2 separate regions of the Mus musculus genome follow, and region 1 is linked to region 2. Evidence: chromatin contacts called from public promoter capture Hi-C data. All regions are on one chromosome and are shown on one strand. Each heading gives the region's core, a stretch centred on a gene start, on an enhancer-like site or on the middle of the called end of the contact. The rest is flanking DNA. Distances are from core to core; before and after follow the strand shown.

What was found. Promoter capture Hi-C pulls out the DNA fragments that hold promoters and counts their contacts.
Region 1: a promoter capture Hi-C map of pre-B cells shows a contact between it and region 2. The contact joins the promoter of Aebp2 here to the promoter of Ddx47 in region 2.

What each region holds. Positions count from the first base shown.
Region 1 is chr6:140,622,070-140,624,782 of GRCm38.p6, reverse strand. It overlaps Aebp2 (AE binding protein 2), which reads right to left and starts at 1,281. Exons shown (of 8, transcript NM_001005605.2): 1 at 439-1,281. The coding sequence starts at 1,088.
Region 2 is chr6:135,009,986-135,013,022 of GRCm38.p6, reverse strand. It overlaps Ddx47 (DEAD box helicase 47), which reads right to left and starts at 1,411. Exons shown (of 12, transcript NM_026360.3): 1 at 1,295-1,411; 2 at 628-721. The coding sequence starts at 1,381.

The DNA.
Region 1 (2,713 bases), core at 32-2,531, 5.6 Mb before region 2:
GGGCGGGAGATCCCGGAGAGAAAGTCCCCAGGTCTGGGGTCCCAGAGTCTGGGGCAGGGGAGATTCCGGCGAAGCCGTTCCCAAGGTGGGCAGGCGGGCGGGGCAGGGAAGGAGAAGCAAGAAACGGAAAGGACTGCGGCGAGAAAGTCCCCTCGGTCCCCTCGGCGGAGCCCGGGAATCTACAGAGCAAGGGATCGCTGCTAGAAGGGTCCCCCCCGCCCCCCGCCCCGCGCTGGGCCAAAGGGTCCAGGAGATGGGAGGGGATCGGGCAAGGAAGTCAGCTCAATGGAGTCCAAGAGGAGTCCCCTAGGTCCCCTCTGTGGGGTCCGGGAGGAGTCCCCTAGACGGGATCCACGCAGAGTCCCCTCGAATCAGGAAGAAGTCCCCTGAGTCCCCCTCGTCGAGGTCCGGGAAGGGTCCCCTTGGCGGCGCACTGACCTGTCCTCCGAGTCCATGCGGCTCAGCGGCTCCCCGTCGGACGACATCTCCAGGCTGCCCCGCCGGCCCCCGGAGGTCGCGCTGCTCCCGCCTCCCCCGGTGCCGTAGCCCTCGTCGCCGCCGCTCGACACCACGCTACTGCTGCTGCTACCGCCACCGCTGCTGCCCGGGCCGCCCGGGCCGCCCCGCGGTCCCTTGGGCTCCTCCAGGCCCTCCTTCCCGTCCCCATCGCCGCTGCTGCTGCTCGCCGCGCCCGGGCTCAGCGAGCGCGTCTCGTCGCCGCTGCAGCCGCCGCTGCTGCTGCCCACCAGGCTCTCGGCGCTGCTCTCCTCCTCCGCGCCGCCGCTGCTGCTGCCCTCGTCCTCGTCGTCCTCCTCGTCCTCGTCCTCGTCCCCGCCCGCCTGGCTGGCGCTCTCGGGGCTCGGCTCCGACATGGTCTCCGCCTCGCCGCCCCCCGCGCCGCCGCCCGCTCCCCCGTTCAACAGCAGCGCGGCCACCGCCTCTGCCTCCGCCTCCTCGTCATCCTCCTCCTCCTCTTCCTCCGGCGGCTCGGCCCGGCCGCGCGCCGCGGGCCCGGGGCTGCCGGGGGACAGCGGGCTGAGGCGGGAGAGCTCCTCCAGGTCGGCCATGTCGGCGAGCGCGGCGGCCATGGCGGCGCCTGCTGCTCCTCCGCCTCCTCTCGCCGCCGCCTCCTCGCCCCCGCCACCCCCCGCTCCGCGCCCGCACGCCCCAAACTCCGCGCGGCCGCCGCAGAGCGGGAGGAGGGCCCGCGGGGCTGCGTCAGGCTGCACACGCGCTACGGAGCCCGCGCGGGGACACGCGCCGGAACGCGCGCACTCACGCGGAGGAGGCAGCGCGCCTGCGCGCCGCGGCGGCCCCGCCCCTCCAGAGTTTCTTTGGGCCTTCCCACGCCTTCCCGCTCCGGGCGGAGGCGGGACGAGCCCTCGAAACCCGAAGTCGGTGGGGATTTTCACAGCCCTGGACTTCTACAGAGAGAAGGAGAAGCATCGGCTCAGAGAGAGAGAGAGAGAGAGAGAGAGAGAGAGAGAGAGAGAGAGAGAGAGTGTGTGTGTGTGGTTTGCGGGGGAGGTGGTGTCCTGTAGAAGGAAGCCGTAAGTGGAGCAAGTGTCTGGCCGTCTGAGCGCTTGCCATACTCAAAAGACAGGTCTCAGACATGTGCAGAAAGTTCGATAAATCGGTTTTTTTTTGTTTTTTGTTTTTGAAGCGCCGAGCCGATGTCCACACCGCGGAGGCAGAGGCTTGACTCGCAAGCCAGGCTTGCTTACCTGTCCCGATGTCCCAATGACCCAAGGAGGGCAGCTCAGACGAGGCGGGCGTTGCTTTGGCTCGAGATCCTCGCAGGTTTTAAGTCCTGGAGCTTCTAATAAAATCTGGGGTGACACTTGTAGGCAGGCTGAGTTCTTGGGGTGTAGCGCTGGCCGTTGAGGGCTCTAACCGCTCTTCCAGAGGAGCCGGCGGTCGGTTTGCAGCACCCACAAGGCGGCTCACAACTGTCTAATCCCAGCAGCTCTGACCACATCTCCCGGCCTCCCTCCCAGTCTGGTGGGTGGTGCACACAGGTACCTCACCTAAAAGGCACACCTTTAACCCCAGCCCTAGGGTGGCCGAGGCAGGAGGGTCTCCGAGATTCCGAGGCCAGCCTGATCTATATAGCGAGTTCCAGGCCAAACTGAAATCCTGCCTCACAAAAAGGGAGGGTGTGAAGAAGAAAGCAGGGAAGAGGTTACTACTCCTACTAATGAAAGGCTCCTCCCTATCCCCAGGCAAGAGTCAAACCTTCCCTTTACAGCTAGGGAAGCATTGCATCTTCCTGAACTTCTCGGTAAGGGAATGCTTTGTAAATAAGCTTTTTGTAAAATAAAGACCTGGAGTTTATGAGGAAGGCTGGTGAGCAGCCCACATCACACCCTGACTCCGGGGCACATCTGATGCTCTGGAGTGGGGAAGCAGTCTCAGAGAGCATTCCCTCATTCATTCTTAGTAGATCTTCACACACAAAGAGAGAGAGAGAGAGAGATCCCCCAGGTGGAGTATTTTCATGTTTCTAGAATTCACTGCCCTAATTTAAAAAATAAACATAATAAAAGAAACAACATGTAGTATGAGGCTAGAAGGGATTGTTGCAACTTTGAGGCCAACTAGTGTGGGCCACAAGGAAACCGCCCCACAAATATCTTAGTGTACAGTTGCAGCCTTAACCTTTGGATACATACTATCACACGTAATGTTCCCCCAGTGGAAGGAAACATCCTCA
Region 2 (3,037 bases), core at 162-2,661:
TCAAGAGCTCCGGGGTACTGGTTAGTTCATAATGTTGCACCTACAGGGTTGCAGATCTCTTTAGCTCCTTGTATACTTTCTCTAGCTCCTCCATTGGGGGTCCTGTGATCCATCCAATAGCTGACTCTGAGCATCCACCTATGTGTTTGCTAGGCCCCGGCATAGTCTCACAAGAGACGGCTATATCACGGTCCTTGCACCAAACGCTTGCTAGTGTATGCAATGGTGTCATCGTTTGGAGGCTAATTATGGGTCTCTTGATGGTCCATTGTATGGATTCTTAATTCTCATCTCTTAGAGCTAACAGTCAGGATCTGCCATGCAAATTCAGACAGTAGAGTGCTCTAGGGGTTTAAAACTGTCGTCCCACCATTCATTAACGTCAGTGTCTACCTCCCAAATGGTACAGGCTTGTGCCACCGTGATCACACCTGGCTTTATATTTATTTGAAGCAAGGTCTCTGCCTCCTCGGTGTTAAGAACTCAAGTAGTCCTGCCATACCCAGGGAGAGATTATATCTTTATTTCACTTGGAATTTGACAGCAATAGCTCTTAGAAGCAACACAAAAACTGAATATAATGCCACACTGGCTCTGTACTAGCCTGCATATTTAATTCCAACCTACCTTGCAAGGCCAAAGGAATAGCTTCGATCTGGATCTTGGTGGGCTTTGCCCATCCCAACTGGTCACAAGCTTCACACAATACATCCGTAACACCCTTTGAATTCAGAAAACCATACTTTAGCAAAGAATACATCCTCACCTTTATCAGAGCCATCCTCCTGGTGATACGTAGCCCTTTGCACTTTACATAACTGTACATCTCAGACCCTGCTTTATATGAACACTATGGGACAGCGCCTTGAGACAATTTCTCTTCACCAGGGGCTGCTGTCAACTCTTTGCATGTATTATCTCATTTAACCCGTCAAATCAGTTCCGACCAGTGGCTAGCTATTATTCTACCAAGTGCCTCACGTGTATAAAGTGAGGCGCACACCATAACAACTTGCCTCTTGTAAGGAGGTCACGCGTGACCCTAGATAACATAAGGCTCTACAGTAACTGGGGAGAAAAACAAACGGGGGCTCTCACGACCCAGCGGCATCCTACAAGGCAAATGCACCCGAGGGAGCGTGAAGAGACCCCGAGTTTCTGACAGCCTGAAGATAGCATGAGCTAGGCCCCAAGGTGTTTTTACACACCACCGGCTGGGATATGAAGTACCCAAACCCTGGGTGAGCCTAAACGCCAACATCACAAAATAAATACCAGCATCACCCATTCTCACCAGGTCTTTAAATGTTTTCGTTTCCTCCTCTTCCGCAGCTGTCTGAAGGGCTCCAGAGGGGGAATCGGGTTCCTCGTCCGCCGCCATCTTGCTCGTGGGCTCCGGAAGTGGGGCCGAGGCGCAAGGCGTGCTGGGAAATGTAGGCGATTACTTTCCTAGAGTGTAGGTTCTGAACGCCTCCTGCTGGCGGGTCTGGCGTGGCAGCGCCCCACACAGGAGGGACTTGGAAGAACAGCAATGGCTGGAAGCCTGTGTGCCTAAGGAACTGAGACGATCCCTTCTTGCTGCCCTTTGGGTATCTGCCCTATTTTTTATTTTTTTAAATTGGTTTCTTGAGGCAGGATTTCATTCTGCAACTTCGGCCTTCCAGGGCCTTGGCTGTCTTCCCTTTGGCTTATCACTTTTCTAACTATAGAAATGTAAACACATGGACATCACGATACTATTTATTCATTACTTCATATATTTGACAACTGACAGCCTGCCATATGCTTGGACTGTGCTAGGTGTCTAATGATAGAGCAGGACAGTATCAACTTCCACTGCAAAGAGAAGGCAAACAATACATAGGTAATAATGGGCCACTTTGAATTATGAAAAGTGCTACATAAAAATAGGGGAGCAAAGCTTTGGGAGAAAGAATTGTCAGGATTGCTGCAAGACTGAGAAGGTGTCTCTGAGGCAGTGATATTTGAGCTGGGACCTTACTGATACCAGAAAGGCCGTTCTGAGTTCAGGGGACACCTATTCAAGACTGGCAGATCTGAGCCGAGCGTGGTGGCACACGCCTTTAATCCCAGCGCTTGGGAGGCAGAGGCAGGCAGATTTCTGAAACCCTGTCTCGAAAAAACAAACAAACAAACAAAAAACTGGCAGATCTGTGAATACAAAATTCCTGAGACCCGTGAGATATCTGAACTGCCACCACTTAAGCTAGTGAGGTACAATGTATGTTACATGCCCTGTGCCTGCAAGTGTACCCTAGTGGGGAGGCATTGGCATTCTCAATGTGTGGGGCACACTTTCTGAAACTGAGGCATTAGAGACAATCTGCTATGCTTTTCTTCGTGGTATCCCTTTCTCTGGCAGAGTGTGTTGTTAAAATGTGCGCAGCGCATGTCAAACATACCCTTAAGAGTATTTAGGGCTCCAAGTCCTGAGGCTGTTGTGGGAAAGGCCATAGATTTAAATATAATATAACTAAGATTGGGAGTGGTGGCCCATGCCTTTAATCCCATCACTCAGGAGACAGAGGCAGGTGAATCTCTGTGAAGTGGAGGCCTGCCCGGTCTACATAGCAAGTTCCAGAACAGTCAGGGTTACTTGGTAAGACCCTGTTTCAAATATATATTATATGTGTGTTATATTACAAGTGTGTATGGATGGATGTAACAACCTTCTACTAAAACACAGAGAAGCAGAAACTACACTTGAAGAGGTTTGTGATGATTGCCTGTGGAGGGAGGGGAATTAAGATAAAATGCACAAGTCGGAATTCAGAAACAAAATGACAGAAGATAAAAGAATAAATAGAAAAAGCCAAGGGAGGGGACTATGGTGGTACACTCCCTTAATCACAGAGCTTGGGAGGCAGGGGCAGGCAAATCTCTGAGTTCAAGGCTACCCTGGTCTACAGAGTGAGTTCCAGGACACCCAGGGCTATACAGAAAAACCCTGTCTGGAAAAACAAACAAAAACCATTGCTCTCATTCACCATGATGCTGGTCTTCAGAAAAGAAACTG